4 separate regions of the Mus musculus genome follow, and regions 2, 3 and 4 are each linked to region 1. A link is a contact called in public HiChIP or PLAC-seq data. All regions are on one chromosome and are shown on one strand. The core of a region is the stretch at or near the end of the contact, and the rest is flanking DNA. Distances in the headings are between cores, read along the strand shown. Region 1 overlaps Bcar3 (breast cancer anti-estrogen resistance 3). Region 2 has its middle 7.4 kb from the start of Gm40139. Region 3 has its middle 27 kb from the start of Gm40139. Region 4 has its middle 26 kb from the start of Gm4610.

The links. HiChIP or PLAC-seq counts read pairs in DNA pulled down with a chosen protein or histone mark.
Region 2: an H3K27ac HiChIP or PLAC-seq map of trophoblast stem cells shows a contact between it and region 1, with 3 times the contacts expected there. The contact joins two enhancer-like sites. A contact is called at or near these places in 3 of 15 datasets of contacts at CTCF or cohesin (the NIH/3T3 cell line, embryonic stem cells and large pre-B cells), 25 of 484 Hi-C or Micro-C datasets (the C2C12 cell line, the HL-1 cell line, the N1E-115 cell line and 9 more), 12 of 115 datasets of contacts at active chromatin or transcription factors (acute myeloid leukemia, differentiating embryonic stem cells, embryonic basal ganglia and 7 more) and 2 of 9 other capture datasets (adipose tissue and liver).
Region 3: a contact with region 1 is called in an HNF4G HiChIP or PLAC-seq map of pancreatic cancer cells. The contact joins two enhancer-like sites. A contact is called at or near these places in 1 of 484 Hi-C or Micro-C datasets (embryonic stem cells), 2 of 115 datasets of contacts at active chromatin or transcription factors (embryonic stem cells and pancreatic cancer cells) and 3 of 9 other capture datasets (adipose tissue, embryonic stem cells and pancreatic islet).
Region 4: an HNF4G HiChIP or PLAC-seq map of pancreatic cancer cells shows a contact between it and region 1. The contact joins two enhancer-like sites. A contact is called at or near these places in 1 of 115 datasets of contacts at active chromatin or transcription factors (pancreatic cancer cells) and 2 of 9 other capture datasets (adipose tissue and pancreatic islet).

What each region holds. Positions count from the first base shown.
Region 1 is chr3:122,513,754-122,517,731 of GRCm38.p6, forward strand. All of the region lies in intron 7 of Bcar3 (breast cancer anti-estrogen resistance 3), which reads left to right. Among named protein-coding and RNA genes, the nearest start is that of Mir7657, 26 kb to the right of the region's middle. Within about 2 kb of position 2,003, at least 43 of the 459 cell types and tissues checked have an H3K27ac peak or open chromatin away from gene starts, as enhancers often do. A contact at or near this core is called in intestinal villus epithelium, pancreatic cancer cells and trophoblast stem cells, where this site is marked.
Region 2 is chr3:122,312,316-122,316,293 of GRCm38.p6, forward strand. No RefSeq gene overlaps it. Among named protein-coding and RNA genes, the nearest start is that of Gm40139, 7.4 kb to the right of the region's middle. Within about 2 kb of position 1,941, at least 34 of the 459 cell types and tissues checked have an H3K27ac peak or open chromatin away from gene starts, as enhancers often do. A contact at or near this core is called in intestinal villus epithelium, pancreatic cancer cells and trophoblast stem cells, where this site is marked.
Region 3 is chr3:122,346,827-122,350,804 of GRCm38.p6, forward strand. No RefSeq gene overlaps it. Among named protein-coding and RNA genes, the nearest start is that of Gm40139, 27 kb to the left of the region's middle. Within about 2 kb of position 2,050, at least 53 of the 459 cell types and tissues checked have an H3K27ac peak or open chromatin away from gene starts, as enhancers often do. A contact at or near this core is called in pancreatic cancer cells, where this site is marked.
Region 4 is chr3:122,363,548-122,367,525 of GRCm38.p6, forward strand. No RefSeq gene overlaps it. Among named protein-coding and RNA genes, the nearest start is that of Gm4610, 26 kb to the right of the region's middle. Within about 2 kb of position 1,979, at least 103 of the 459 cell types and tissues checked have an H3K27ac peak or open chromatin away from gene starts, as enhancers often do. A contact at or near this core is called in pancreatic cancer cells, where this site is marked.

The DNA of each region.
Region 1 (3,978 bases), core at 753-3,252:
ATCTGTAATGAGATTGGATGCCCTCGTCTGGAGCGCCTGAAGACAGTTACAGTGTACTTACATATAATAAATAAATATTTAAAAAAATTGTAAGATGCAGATTAGAAGAAAAGATAAAATCCGACAAAATCGAGTTTCTGGGGTCAGTGAGATGGCGCATCGGGTATATACAGCTGGCTGACAAGCCAAACCCTGAATCCATTCCCCAGATCCCATATGGTTGAAAGAGGGCCCAGCTTCTGCAAGTTATCCTCTGACTGTACACACATTGTGACATATATACATGTGTACACACACACACACACACACACACACACACACACACATACACACACACATACACACACACACACACATACACACACACACACACACATACACATACACACACACACACACATACACACATACACACACACACACACATACATACACACACACACACACATACACACACATACACACACACACACACACAATGAATTTAAAATATCTCAAAACTCAGGCTAGAGGAATGGCTCAGTGCTTAAGAGCACTGGCTGCTCTTTCACAGGACCCCTTTGATTCTCAGTACCTACATGGCAGCTTTCAACCATCTATAACTCCAGGTCCAGGGCATCTGACACCCCTTTCTGGTGTCTTTGGCACCACCCACACATGCGTTTCATAGACATACATGCAGGCAAAACACACATACACATAAAATGAAATAGAAGATGAAAAGCTAATTTTAGAAACCCCCACTTCCTAATGCTCACCACTGACAGTGTTTGGGATGTGGAATATCAGGCTTATTAGCATTTGAGAACAAAACTGTTATACATAGATACAATTCCAAGCCTGACTCTCAGTCCATATCTATGTACATTCTTATCGTCTTTGGGGTTTTTTCCTTAAAGATTATTTATTTATTTATTTATTTTATATATATGAGTGTTGTTTTCATGCACAGCAGAAAAGGGCATCAGATTCTATTCCAGATGGTTGTGAGCCACCATGTGGTTGCTGGGAATTGAACTCAGGACCTCTGGAAATTCAGTCAGTGCTCTTAACTGCTGAGCCATCTCTCCAGCCCCATCCTCATTTTTAATAGGGGCATTTGCTTCAGGAGCAGGTGATCTGTGTATATAAGCTCTTGGCATCCCTTAGACAACGGGCATCTTGGGCTTAGCCCACTTTCCTGGTATATAGCAGTTGATACTTGGGCACTTGAGTGATAGGTAAGACCTCAGGGAAATCTAAAGCCCTGTTTCATTCAGCTCAGAGAAGGCCATGAGTTTTAAAGGTTAGATTTATTCAAAAGCTGGATTTTCCTTCCTGTGTCAGGAATCCTGGCTGTAAATCTAATCTCCTAGCCATACCGCAGGGGGTTTGGGGGCTGAAAAAAGACTCCCAGAGTGAACTGGAGGGTCACCGAATAACCTCGGTAGAAAGAGCTCTTTTCCTGACTCCAGGACTGGAAGGCTAACTAGATGACCAGTGTAGGTCAGAGCCTGTGGCTGAGGGTGTCATCCCTGCTTGTAGAGGAAGGAGGGCGTGTCCCTGCTAAGCAGGCTCCAAGGGAAAGAACAGGACTTGTTAACTCTGGTGGCTGGGCAGCCTTGTGCAGAACACACAGGTAGGCAGAGAATTTGCCATGTTAAATCCGTACCTACTGTCAGGTGGTGGCAAGAGAAGACTGAGAGTTCCTGTCCCAGCAGGCCAGTCAGGCTGGGCCCTGGGTCTGAGCATTCAGCACCATGCCAGTAGGCCTGAGGTGAGTGAGATTCACACCGAGTGTGAGCCCGCCCACCCACAAGCCTCAGGAGGGAACTCCTTGTACACACAGGGGTCTGCAGTTGCAGAAGAGCTCCTTTTCTGGGGGGCAGTGGGCCCTTGGCTGTATATGAGGGCTTGAGAGTTTAGGAGAGAAAGAGGAGCTGCCTGCCCACTCCTTACAGGTCTGGAAGCTTCCCACTGCCGTTGACATCCTTCAGAGGAGAGCCCGAGTCTGATGTCACTTGACAAGTATGCAGCCCTCCTCCTGCATTTCCTGCCCTGAGCATTTTGTCCTCTGCCTGGGCCTCCTCCCTGGATCTGTCTTCAGGTTCCATTGAAAGACAGGTTGCTTGGGAGTCCCCAGCAATCAGGGAGAAGGTAGCCTTGGCTCTGTGCACCCTAGCCTCATGGGCAAGGCTGTTCTGCAGTCTGCAGTCTTCCCTCTACCACCCGTGCCTTGATCTTCTCCCAGAACTGCTACAGACACAGGCTGTGCCAGTGTCTCCGACAGGAAAACTCTTTCCCACTGTAAATCAATGAAATGGAGCCAAGTAGGAGGCAGAAGCAGGCATAGAGCAGCATCTGGGGCCTTGTGCCCATAGCACATGGTTCAGGAACAGCTGCTTACTCAGGGCATCAGGACAGTGGGTGGTTCTGAGCACACCGGAAGCTGCAGCCCATCAGTGTCCAGCACCCCAGCTCAGGGCCCGTGCCACCTACAGGTGGACACTGCTTGTGCCTCACTTGTCCTGGTGGAGCACAGCCACTCTGCCACCTGCTGTCTTTGAATGTGGAAATGAAGTCTCCCATTTGGCCTTTAGGGATGAGTCCAAATCCCACCATTGTCCCTTAACAGCTGCATGGCCCTTGTTCTCCTCTCCATTTGTGGAATGGAGTACTCCCTACCCAGATGGTCAGTAAAGACTGAGATAACATATCTGAAGCCCTGGCACTTTGCCTGGTGCAGAGTAAAGCAGGAAGTGTTGATGAGTGTTACATGTTCAACCTTGATTGAGCACCTGCTGCATGCCCGGCTCACTGGCATGTCTATCCTGGACGGACCTACTGTTTGAAGGGAATGGGCTGAGAGGAGATGTGATACAGGAACTTGGTCCACAGCATGGCCAGGAAACGCTCTAGCAGGAGTGGCTGGACTCCCTAGGCTTGAGCAAGGCCTTGAAGCTAGAGATCATGGCCAACCCGAGATGACTTTGGAAGGCTGAGCAGTTGGCAAGGTGATTGCAGAACGTGTCTTGCAGGCTTGGAGGCACCTGTGCTGTCACAAGCTATGGGGACAGGGGTTGGTCTAAATGGGATTCATTTCTGGATCAAAGCAGAGGGGCTTGGGGTGGGCTGGGATGGACCTGCGTGTTGTCCTCAGTGTTGCAGGTTTCTACATCTGGGCTCACACAGGATCTTGCTGTTATAGCGCTTTACCATTAAGCTAGGGAAACAAACCCATGTGCCTGTGGGCTCAGGTCTGAGGCCTCTGTGCTGGGGACAGCAGAGCCAGAACACCTAGTGATTGGACCTGGCGGTCTGATTGCATTTTAGGACTCTAGGTAGCTGAGAGGAGGGCCAGGCCAGGGGTCTTGAATGGGTCCACAGAGTGGTGGCAAGTGGGACTTAGAGGGTCTTGCCTTAGGACGTTCCTGCCACCCTGTTCTGCCACAGTAAACACATCCTCCTCCTCCTCGAATCCCCAGAGGACTTAGCTTTGACCCCAGGGTGGGCTCAACATCCCGCAGTCTTCCAGCTCAGCCCTGGAAAGTATGTGTAGCTCAGGAAAGAGACCTGATGATGGGTGATTGACACTTAATTCCGACCAGGGGCTTCTTGCTCTCAGAATGCCTATTAGTGCTTCCAGAAGAAAAGCGTGTCAGTGGTAAGCCTTTGAGGCTTACTACGCAGAGGGTGTGGGCTGCCGTGCGTGCCAAAGAGGAACAGGGCTCAGAATCTCTGGCAGGATGATGGACTAAACATGTGAGATGTATGGAATGCCTTGCCATGGTCAAGGTGGACCTCTTTCCTGACATCTGGCCAGAATTGCCCCCTCCACATGGCCAATGACTCACAGCTTGTACTCTCAAACAGTCATTTGAATCCTTAGCAAAGCTCTTGAGAAAGGTGAGTCGTACCTGTAGTGGTGAGCCTAGAATGAATCCCGCATCCTGTCCTGGGCGCCACCACTGGACAGCCAGGTCCTCAGCTCATCCCCCA
Region 2 (3,978 bases), core at 691-3,190, 200 kb before region 1:
CTCTGCTAGTATTGGTTCAGAGGGCAGGCAGGAGCTTTCTCACCAGATAAAATGCTACCTTGGTGATTTTTTTCCTCTCAGAGAATGCTTACCTAAACTGAATCCTGAAATACCAGGTAAAAGATCAGTCTACTAAGCAACCATCTGATAGCCTTCAAAAATAGCAAGGGTCAAAGAATTAAAAAATAGCAGTTCCATGTTTATGAAGATTAAAGAGATGGAACAACTAGATATAATGAATGAACGAACGAGTGAACAAACGAATGAATGATTTGAATGGGTCCTTGGGTGGGAAAAAGCCATAGACATAAGAAATATTAAGGTGGTTGATAGCATCTTAATTTGGACTGTGGGTTAGATAAATTGTGTCAATATTATGCTTTTCAAAGTTGTTAACTGTGCTGTGTTTTGACATGTTTCTCTCAAAATAATTTAGGGGGAAATGGGCATAATGTCCTTAACCTGTTTTTGAATGATACCTTCCCACCCCCACCCAAGAATAAAAGTCATAATAGAAACAGATGTAGGTAAAATGTGAACCTAGGTAGAGTGGATGGGAATTCCACATGCTGTACTTACGACTTTTCCGTAACTTCAAACTTATATCCAAATAAAAGACACACACATGCACATCTTATTCCGGAAGAGCCTTCCTACCTGATTTGAGGTCTAAAGTTCCCTCAGTGGGTTAGGGAGTACAGAGGGGCCTCTTAGGAAAGTGTGGCTTTGGCCCTCTGCAGAGCACTGACCTTTGCCCTGGGCTGGCCAGGGCACCTGTGTGCAAAGCTTATCTGAACCACCAGACAAGCAGGCGACCTTCACTGCACATGTTTGTGAATGCAACACACGCCTGTACTTGGCAGGAGAGCAGGGACCTTGCCCAAAAAAAGCAATCTGGAGCAAGGGAATGGGACAGAGGGAGCGCTCCAAGGTCTGTGCAGCAGAGAACAGAAGCATTCCTTAGCGTGGGTAAAGCCGCTACTTACTGCTTTCTGGGTTAGTCCTTCCAGAACATCCGGCTCCTAGGATCTGAGCATGGGTGATGTACATAGTCAAATATTAACAGGAAAATGATGCCGTGAGGAGAAGCTACTAGAGAGGACCCAGGATAGGGAGAGCCCAAGGTATACTGGAGAGGAGGCAGAGCCTAAGGGTGACCTCTCCCACCTACAGGATTCTGGTTCACACAGGCTTGGGATATGCAAGTCAAGTACTTACATCTCTAACAAGCCACCCGATTGGACCACACACAGTTGCAATGGCATAGGACACGACCATCCTGGCCATCTGTAGGTCTTTCCACCATGGCTAAAACTGCACATGAAAAAGTATTTTAAGAGGGGTTGGAGGGCCGGAGGGCTGGAGGGCTGGCTCAGCAGTTAAGAGCACTGACTGCTCTTCCAGAGGTCCTGAGTTCAATTCCCAGCAACCACATGGTGGCTCACAACCATCTGTAGTGGGATCTGATGCCCTCTTCTGGTGTGTCCGAAGACAGCTACAGTGTACTCTTATACATAAAATCAATAAATCTTTTTTTAAAAAGTATTCTAAGAGATCCAAGGGAAACTGGGGCTACTTTGGGGTGCACAGTGGTTCTTTGGACCGGACAACATCATGGATGAATGAACTCAAACTGAGATCAGGAGGGCATGGGATAGAGGAAGTTCCTTGAGAGAGGAGCGGAATGCACAAGCGAAGCCCAGCTGGTCCAAGCTCCTCCTCTGAGTTCTCTAGGGAAATAATGAGAAGAAAGGCAGGGGGTGAGGCAGGGAGGCTGCTATTGCTGGGACAGAGTGAGACTAAAGGAGACGTGACCAGAGGCAGCACCTTCAAAAGACCTGGTAGAGCTGCGAAAGCTGGCCAGGGGGAGGGGAAACGAGATAGGAGATCCAGGCCCTAGGCTCCAGTGAGATAAGGGCCGGAGGAAAGGGACTGTCCTGTCCGTGAGTCATGGAAAGAAGAGTGGTTAAGCACTGTAGCTAAGAGGGAGCTGAGCTCTACAAAGAGTTCCTTGTTTTCTTAAAGACTCCTGTCCTCTGATACCACCAAAGGAGGTGTGGGATATTCAAGTTTGGAAAGATAATCCCTATACATATACACATACACATACATATGTATACGTGACAGGGAATCAAACTAGGGCCTCCCATATGTTAAGCAAATGTGAGTCATAGCCTCAGCTATATAGTGAGACCCCATGTTAAAAAGAGTAGTGATTGGCTCTTCAGGGCTCTGACCTAAACAGTGGCTCAGTCAATCCCCTTGTGGGTTCATAATATAATGACGTTATTGGGAGGTGGAGCTAGCTGGAGGAAAAGGTCGTGGAGGTCACACCCTGGAGAGACAATGCCACTTACCTAATCCCATCTCTGTCTCTCTCTTCCTGCCTTCTGTCCAACAGTGTTCCTCAGCGGCATCCTTTAGCCACGAGGGTCCGTCTCACCATTGTCTCAGAGAAGCTGTCTACGGGCCCGGGCTCTCTGAAACCACAAGGCCAATGGATGCATCCTCCTCAGAAAGGCTTTCTCTCAGGTGTCTGTCGTGGTGATTGACATTCATAGCTGCTGACCAGAGAGGCTGATGTTGAAGGGAGATGAGGATTTTAGACAGAGTTTTGAAGCTATGCAGGAAGCCTAAGGTTTCCTCACACTGACTTCTGGGTGATCTGACTTGGAGGGGTGTACGCTCTGGGGAGGGGTAGGCATAACAACTACCTTAACTATATGCAATACTTTGCCTATGTCCTTAGAGAAACATAAGGGGCTAATATTCCAGAATTATTTTGATTACAGAAGTATTGCTGTTGAAGATTACATATACATATATATATATACACACATATACACATATACATATATACATCTGTAAAAGAATATGTTATCCAAGGACCTAGAGATAACGTATAATTCCCACTTCATTTTAATTCTGCTATTTTACATTTCATATTTTATCCTGCAACAAGTATATTCTAATCTTAATTCTCCTTACTGTGGAATTAAGTGCCCCATTAATGAAGCAGTTGTTAATATATGCAAATAGTATAAAGTGATATAACTAGCAAAGACCTCTTAATGACGAATTAGCATAACATGCTAATGCCCCATGCTTTGCCACTCTTATTCCTGTTCTGAGGCAGATTTTAAGTGTTTTTGCTCCGATTACTTGTGTTAGTTAATGCCACGTTCTGAAATAAGACACCATTTACTAATCTAGCAACCCATTTGCTTCCTGCTGTCTTCCTACTACCGGGAAGCCAGCTCACTTCTGTGCCACGGGAATACAGGAACAAGGTAGAGCCCTGTGACTTATTTACAGCCCATGTGCAGAGGGGATTTAGCACCATTTCCTAAAGCCGTGGCTTTGGGAAATGATAAAATCCCATTCGGGTTCAAGGGGAGGAGAAGCAGCCCCCATCACCTGATAGAAGGTGTTTTTTTTTTTTTTTTTTTTTAAAGATTTATTTATTTATTATATGTAAGTACACTGTAGTTGTCTTCAGATACACCAGAAGAGGGCATCAGATCTCATTACGGGTGGTTGTGAGCCACCATGTGGTTGCTGGGATTTGAACTTCGGACCTTCAGAAGAGCAGTCGGGTGCTCTTACCCACTGAGCCATCTCACCAGCCCCTAGAAGGTGTTTTGTCGTGAAGTTTTAAACGTAGCACAAGGGATGGAAGATACTATTTCACCCATCCTTGGGAGCACTGGTTTTCACTAGACTTATTTTGTATCATGTTTATAGATTTTTCACTATGTATATATTCACAAATTAATTATTGTAGATCGTATTTCAATGTATTCACTTTGCAGCCCTAGGATGTAGCTATCGTTCTTTCTACGTATCCAGAGGTGGCTCATGTACATGATTGTTTAGCTGACACACTATTTAAAGATTGTGGGTTTGCGACTTCTGTATCAGAAGACTGGATACATTAGTGAGGTCTCCTCGGATCATCTGTAGACTGGAGATGAGGTG
Region 3 (3,978 bases), core at 800-3,299, 170 kb before region 1:
GGCGGGGCTTAAAGTCTTAGTGCTCAAGCTCTGCCCAGTTCAGAAAAGTCCCCTCCTGGCTGCCTTCAGATTTAGATGTAGAACTCTCACCTCTTCCAGCACCGTATCTGCCTGGGCATTGCCATGCTTCCTATCATGATGATAATGGACTGAACCTCTGAAACTAAGCCAGCCTCAATTAAATGTTGCCCTTTATAAAAGTTGCCTTGGTCATGGTGTCTCTTCACAGCAATGAAACCCTAAGATACCCTGCTGGTATCATTGCAGTTACACGTCAGAGACAGCGTGGAGGATTTCATTGCTTGGGTGAGCCAGTGACCTTCACACTCTACACTAGTGACAGTTTTAAGTGCAAGAGTTGGTGTCTAGCTTCTTTCATAGGTCCCTTTGGAGAGAGTGGTCTTCTGCCAGCAAGAAGTGTCTGAGGTTTCAGCTTGGTGAGGATGGGAGAACAGAGTGCAGGTGATAGTGTTGCTGTGTTCCGCTGGCGACGAGTGAGTCCCTAAGCTTGGCGCATGTGGATGGAAGGAGGGTTAAAGAATAGGTAGACATGTTCCAAAACCACCATAGTGATGTGGAAAAGCAATCATGCGCATGCTTGCACGCTCCCTCATCTAGTCTCTAGAAGGCCTCTGAGGGGTCACTAAGACAAGGGAAAGGAAGACCCTATTCTGTTGGTGCAGAACAAGGCTGGGAAATGTCCACCACTCCTAAGCAGCAAGATGGAGAGTTCCTAAGTGATGTTCTCAGTGGTCCCTTTCATCTCTGCGGTAAGGTGGCTTTTCATTTTCTGCAGCAAGAGGTGGCCCCAAACAAACACCTTGACCAGAATCCCACTTAAACTATTTCAACAACTCCTGTGACTTCCTGGGGCAAATGGAATTGCTTCCACTCAGCCACACCTGGATTCGAAAGGCAGCTAATTTTAGGCTCCTTGGTCCAATGCCAAATATCAAAGGAGAGTTGAAAGAATAATCTTTGCTCAATTAGAGTACAAATTCCTTCAACCGGGACCAATTCTGGTGCCTTGTTGTGTTAAGATAAGACCCCCCCCCCCCATTTATCACGTTCCTTTAAGCTGAGATGTTTCGAGTGAAACAGGAAAGGGGCAGGGGATGCATCAAGAGCTTTAAGCAAACTACTCATGGAGAATATGTAGCAAGCTGCAGAGTTGTAAGTGTGTAGTTGTGGAAGTTGTGTGGATACGAGGTGATTTGCATAATACTTGTATTTCTTTTGTAAGTGAGAATCAGCCATCTATAAGTTAAACACTTAATTTCAAATTTGAGAATGCTGTGAGGGAAGGTGCAAAAATAATGGGAGTTTCTGGAAATTGGATTTTCTTCAACTTGAACCAACTTGTATCACATAATTTCCAAGTAATTGCTAATATGATTTCAGATTTTTTTTTTGCCCTCTGTCCATTGAAATATCCACTTTAGATATTGCATTCATTTCCTTTTACTTGATGATTTATATTTCTAGTGGGAATCATGGTGGAGATCAGTACAGTTACCACACTGGAGGCCAGCAGGACCGCTCCATGATAAAAGGCGAAAGGCGTATGCTGCCAAGCCTGCTACCATGAATTCAGTCCCTGAGAAGCACGAGGCAGAGGAGAGAACAGATTTCTGGAAGTTCTCCTTGGGTTTCCACAAGTGTGAGTAGTGTGTGCCCCCTACACATAAATAACAAAAGTTACTGTAGACACATACACACATAGACACACACCATCACTTATTTCTTTTGATGAAGGATTCTTTAGTATATTTTCCGGGCCTACATAATGCTTTGTGGCTAACATGAATCATCTTGTAATTCCAAACTTAGTGGTAGTTTGAACATTTTAAGAAGGAAAACTGACCACATGAGTATTCGGTCAGACGTTGATCTGGAACCTTCCTATGTCCAACACTTCCTTGTGTCGTGGCTGATAAAGGATACACAAGAGCATTTCTGTCTCTTCCTACCCCGATCTAGCTACCAGCTGAGATAGGTGCACAGGCCACAGACACACCCGATTTCACTCACAGTATAACATGTTGAGCAATATAGTTCCAGCCCATGTGGCACTGAATCATCATGACACTGACAGGCATCAGGAGTGAGTGCTCTGTAAGATCATTACAGCTGGTTCCCAGGCAGATACATCCCTACTATGATTTATTAGTCATAATCCACACTTCCTAGAGAAATTGTCTTTATCTTCTTGATATCTCAAGGTGCTGTTCTGATAAAAGAAATAGACTCCCCTCCCCTCACACAGACCAGCTTTAAATTGTCACATTAATTATCTACCAGGTTATTTAACCATCAAAACAATTACATGCTTTTCTTTGGAAAAGTAAACCTGCTACTTACTAAGAGTCAAAAGGTTGTCACCGGGAAGTTAGAATTATTAATGGCTGAGGGATCATCAAAGAGAAGTCAAACAGAGTGGAAAAGAGCAGCCGAAGCTGGGAGCAGCAACAGGAACCTGTGCCAGCAACAGTGAGGATGAGCAGAAGATGGGGCAGTCTGCATGTGGCTCCGGCAATATTTATGAGCATTAAACAATGCATGCGATAGGCTGATAATGTCTGGAAACTGTGACTGCTGCCTTATAGGCAAAAGGGCCTTTGTGGTAGAAGATCACAAGAGGAAGGAGTTATTCTGGGTTGTTTGGGTGGAGCCTCTCTATGTAATTACAAATATCTTTATAAAAGGCAGAGGGAGATTTCACATAGACAGAAGACAGTGTGGTCCTAGAACAAAGATTGGAGTGATGTAGCCACAAACCAAGGAGTGCTGGCAGTCACGAGGGGCTGGAAGAGACAAGAAAGGATCATGGAAAATTAGAACTCCCCTGAGACATGTTCTTAGTGACCAGCTTCCCCCCCCCCCACTAGGCAGGAATTTCCATTGCTTCCCAATGACCTGTTCAAATTTTGAATCTATCAATAGGCAAAGCCATTCATTAAACCAGAGTCCTTGCGATATTATCCTCAAAGACAGACCTAGAGTAGTGCTTTCCTGTCTTCCATGTATTTTGTGCTGATTGGGTTTTGTCGAGTTGACACAAGGTAGAGTTATCTGGAAACAGACTTCCTTACAGTCTCTAGAGCATCAGTTTTCAACTGGTCACGATGGGTCACGATCTCTTTGGGGGTTAAATATAAGATATCCTATGCATCAATATTTACATTATGATTCATAATGATTGATTACAATAGCAAAATTACAGTTATGAAGTTGCAACAAGATAGTTTTAAGGTTGAGGGTCATTACAACATGAGGAACTGTATTAAAGGGTTAGGAAGGTTGCCAATGATTTGACTGTTAATCCTGTCAACCTGATTGAGTTAAATATTGTTTTTAGGATTTCTATTGCAGTCCTAAAATGCCATGACCAAAAGCACTTAGGGGAGAAAAGGGTTTATGTCATCTTACAACTCTCAGGTCAAATTCCATCACTGAGGGAAGCTCAAGGCCGGAGCCTGGAAGAAGGAACTGAAGCAGAAGCCATGGAGGCATGGTGCTTACTGGCTTGCGCCTCACGTCTTGCCCAGCTTGCTTTCTTATACAACACAGGACTATCTACCCAAAGGTGGGTGTGCCCTTTCTCATCCATCTTCAATCAAGAAAATGCCCCGCAGGTTTGCCCACAGGCAATCTGGAGGGAAGAGTTTCACAGCTGAGTTTCTTCCTTCCAGATAACTCTACCTTGTGTGAAGTTGACAAACACCAATCAGCATAAAACACTTAGGAGGTAGGAAAGCACACCTCCAGAAATGTCTTTGGGGGTGTTTCCAGGGAGGATCATATCACGAGGACTCTGGGTTAACGAGAGGTTTTGCCTATTGATAGATTCAACTTTGGAATAGGTTCTTGGGAGGCAGGGGGACTTCCTGCCTTGTGGGAGGAAGTTGGTTACTAGGGACATGTCTTTGAGGAGCTCAATTATTTTTTCATGATCCCTTTTCATTGCTGAGTTCTCTG
Region 4 (3,978 bases), core at 729-3,228, 150 kb before region 1:
TGCCTTAATTTTCTTGAGCTTCCTCAGAAAAATTAACACAAACTCGATGAGTTAACGCAACAGAAATTTATTGTGGTAGTCTGATGTTGTTGCCCAATGCTGACTGGAATACCTGATGCTGGGTAACCTTATAAAGAAAACAAGTGTTGTTTACCTTACAGTTTTGGAGGCTCAAAAACCATGTAACCCCCATTGGTTTGGTCTCTGGTGCAGACCCAAGGATTGATGCTATCATAATAGAATACCTGTGTCAGCAAGACATAGCATGACTAGACAGGGAGCCCCACGGAGACCTTGGCCAGGTTCCACTATTATAACAGCTTGCCCTTGTGAGAACTCACTCTAGGAGAACAGCGTCTCCAGGGACCTAGCAGCCTACCACAAAGCTGTTCTTCTTCAAGGGTCCTATCACCCCATGAACATCTGGAGGGCAAATCACATCAAATACATCTGGTCTCACACCTCAAGAGCCAGAAAAGCTCGAAAGTGTCAAGCTATGAGCAAGGCTGACTCCTGGAGTCTCTGAGGGAAGATGCTCTCAGTCTCTGCTTGCTCCTGGAAGGAGGCACCATGTGGCCCTCCAAGGCGTGTGACCGAATTGCCCAACTTGCCCCATCATCTTTGATTTTTTTTAAATATAATATTTTAATTTTAATTAAAAATATTGTCATATGATATGTTTTGAAGATGTTTTTCCCTCCCCCAACTCCTCACGGGTCCTCCCACCTCCCTACCCAAGCAGCTTTATGTTCTTTTTCTTTTAAAAAATAAGACACACACAAAAAAGGAGGTAAAACAGACAGACAGACAGACAGACAGACACACACACACACACACCACAGACACAGACACAAAACCAAAACAACCCCCAACCACAATTTAAAAAAGAAAAAAGCAAAACAAAACCTCAAAACTTCACTGGTATATCAATCACACTTCAGGTCAGGCCCCATGCCCAAGAGTTGTTGGGCGACACAAAGGACCCCAGTGGCATTTTTGTGGACTTTTTGTTTTATTCTGCTTTATTTTGGCACATGACTCCTTTTCTATACATCTCTCAGTGTCTGCTTCCATCCACATTTCCTTGTCTCTGCCACAAAGACACTATTAAGCTTGCCCTAATGCACTGTGACCTCATGTTAACATCCGCACAAGCCCGTGGCCACAGAAGCCTGCATTCTCAAGTTCTAGACAGACGTGAATTCCTAAGCAGTGTATGTGTGTGTGTGTGTGTGTGTGTGTGTGTGTGTGTGTGTGTGTGTAGGGGGAAGCACACACTGCTTAGCCTAGTATACTGGTATTTCCCTGGTTGAGACTCTCACCAGCACTGGACAGCACAGAAAACTCTGTATTGAGCATCTGTGTTAAGGCTTTGCCCTCTCCAGTCCATTGCTTTCTGGAAAATAAATTCACCTGTAGCTCTGTCTCCCTGACTTCAAAATACTAATGTGTCTATATAGCTGACAGCAGCGGCTCTCAGTCTTAAGTGTGTAAAAGGGTCAAGAGGAGAGGGTCTCAACCTTCGAGTCACAACCCCCCAAGGAAGGGTTGAACAATCCTTTCAAGGGATTAGCAGATATCCTGCATGCCAGCTGTTTACATTACAATTCACAGCAGTAGCAAAATTACAGTTATGAAGTAGCAACAAAATATTTTATGGTTGGGGTCACCACAACGTGAGGAATTGTGTTAAATGTCACAGCATTAGGAAGGCTGGGAACCACTGGCCTACAGAGAAGCCTTTTAGAATCCAAACTTTCTGATTTATGGACGAAGGGAAAAGGTCAGGAATTTGCATTCTGACCAGTTCCAGAAGATTCTGTAGAAAAAAAGATTCAGACTGTATCATGGCATATAAGAATCCTTGGTCTGATCCAGTTTCTATTTTTAGTTGTATCATCCAGCGCTCCAGCCTCAGCCATGAAGCCTGAGTGCAGCCAGCAGGGCTCCTCCCCTTTCTCTCCCTCCTCTCACCTCTCACACAACAGGGATCGTGGTGAAGTGGTTTGGATTCGCAGCCTGTCTGGACAATTACTCAACTGCCTGTGTCTCTGCTTTGTCAGCCATAAAGTTGAGTAACCTTCCTTCTATAAGCCTGCTGTGAGCAGAATCCCTAACTGTGGTGGTCTGGGAGCTGAAATCCCTAACTGTGAAGGGCCTGGAGCTGAAATCCCTAACTGTGAAGGGCTCGGAGCTGAAATCCCTAACTGTGAAGGGCTCAGAGCTGAGTAAGCACACAGAAAACCCTGGGTCCATTAACTACCATCTCCTTGTCCGCCCTCCAGTCACCATTGCTGAATATTTTTATTTGTGCTAGCATAGTGCACAAGCTAATCCCACCATTTCCCTGCATATATGTGGGTTCCTTTTTATGTGGTTTAGGGAAATATTTGGCTTTTTTTTTTAAGTAAGTAGTTTGGTGTCTTAATTATGTTTTTGTTGTTGCTGTTGTTGTTGTTGAAAATACACTTTTTTCTCACATAATGTATCCTGATTACGGTTTCTCCTCCCTCTACTCCCGTCAGTTCCTCCCCACCTCTCTGCCCATCCAGATCCAACCATTTTTGTCTCTCAGTAGAAAACAAACAGGTTAATAAGGGAAAATAATGAAATATAATAAGATAAAACTATCACATAATAAAACAAAAAAATACAGACATAGAGACCCACTCTTATCCTCTCTCTATCATCCTCCCATAGGGTTCCCTAGCCCTGAGAGGAGGGATTTGATGGGGACATCCTGTTTAGGCTTAGAGTTCCAAGGTCTCTCACTCTCTGAGTATTGCCTGGCTATGGATCTCTGCATTTGTCCCCATCTGCTGCAGGAGGCTGAGCAAGACACTGATCTATGAGTATAGCAGGATGTCATTAGGAGTCATTCTTTATTTTTATGTTTATTGCTATATTCTTCAGTAGAACAGTAGTGTTTGGTTTTACTCTAGGTTCCTGGGCTACCTAGTCTCAGGTTCCTTGCCACCCAAACAGAGTCAGATATGGAATCTACCTCTTGGAGTGGGTTGAGTCAACTCAAAGCCTGGCTGGTTACTCTCTGAAGCTTTGTGTCACGATAGCATTAACATATCTTGTAGGCAGGACACCATTGTAGATCTAAGGGCCTATGGCTAGGTTGGTGTTTACGTTTCTTCATTGGTAGTTTGCAGAGTTGCTGTCCTGTAACAAAGATGCTAGCACATAGGGTTGAAAGCTCTATGTAGACACCACCTCTCTCTTCATGTTCAATGAGGAGTATAGGTGTTGTCTTCAGCAATGGGGCCATCCCATCAGTTTATGGATAGCAACCCATAGTCTGATGGTCTGGAGTGTTTAGGTTTTCCCATGGGACCTCTTTGGCCAACAACCTAACTAGATATAACCTATTTCCAGTAGTAGAAGCATCATTTGGTGGTGAGAGATGTCCAGTTGGGGTTCTGTCTCCCCCATTTTTGGCAACTTCATTTAGATCACCTTCACATGTATATGTATTGTAGGAAACTTTTATTGTATTAGGTTTCCCTGCCCCTCAAATGGCCCTTAATTTTAGCTGTGTCTCCCTGTATTCCCTCTATCTTAGAATTTTGTTGCTGTGAAGATGTACCATGACCACTGCAACACTTATAAAGGAAAACATTTAGTTGGTGCTGGCTTACAGTTTCAGAGGTTTAGTCTCTTCTCGTGATGTTGGGAAGCATGGCAGTATGCAGGTAGACATGGTGCTGGAGGAGCTGAGACTTCTACATCTTGATTCACAGGCAGCAGAAGGAGACTGTGAACCACACTGGCCACAGCTTGAGCATAGGAGACTTCCAATCCCATCCCTAGAGTGATGTACTTCCTTCAACAAGGCCACGCCTACTCCAACACAGTCACACCTTGGAATAGTGCCACTGCCTATGGGTTAGACATTAAAACACATGATTCTACGGGGTCCACATCTCTTCAAACCCCCACCCCTCCTTCGTTCCTCCCTTCCCCCTTCCC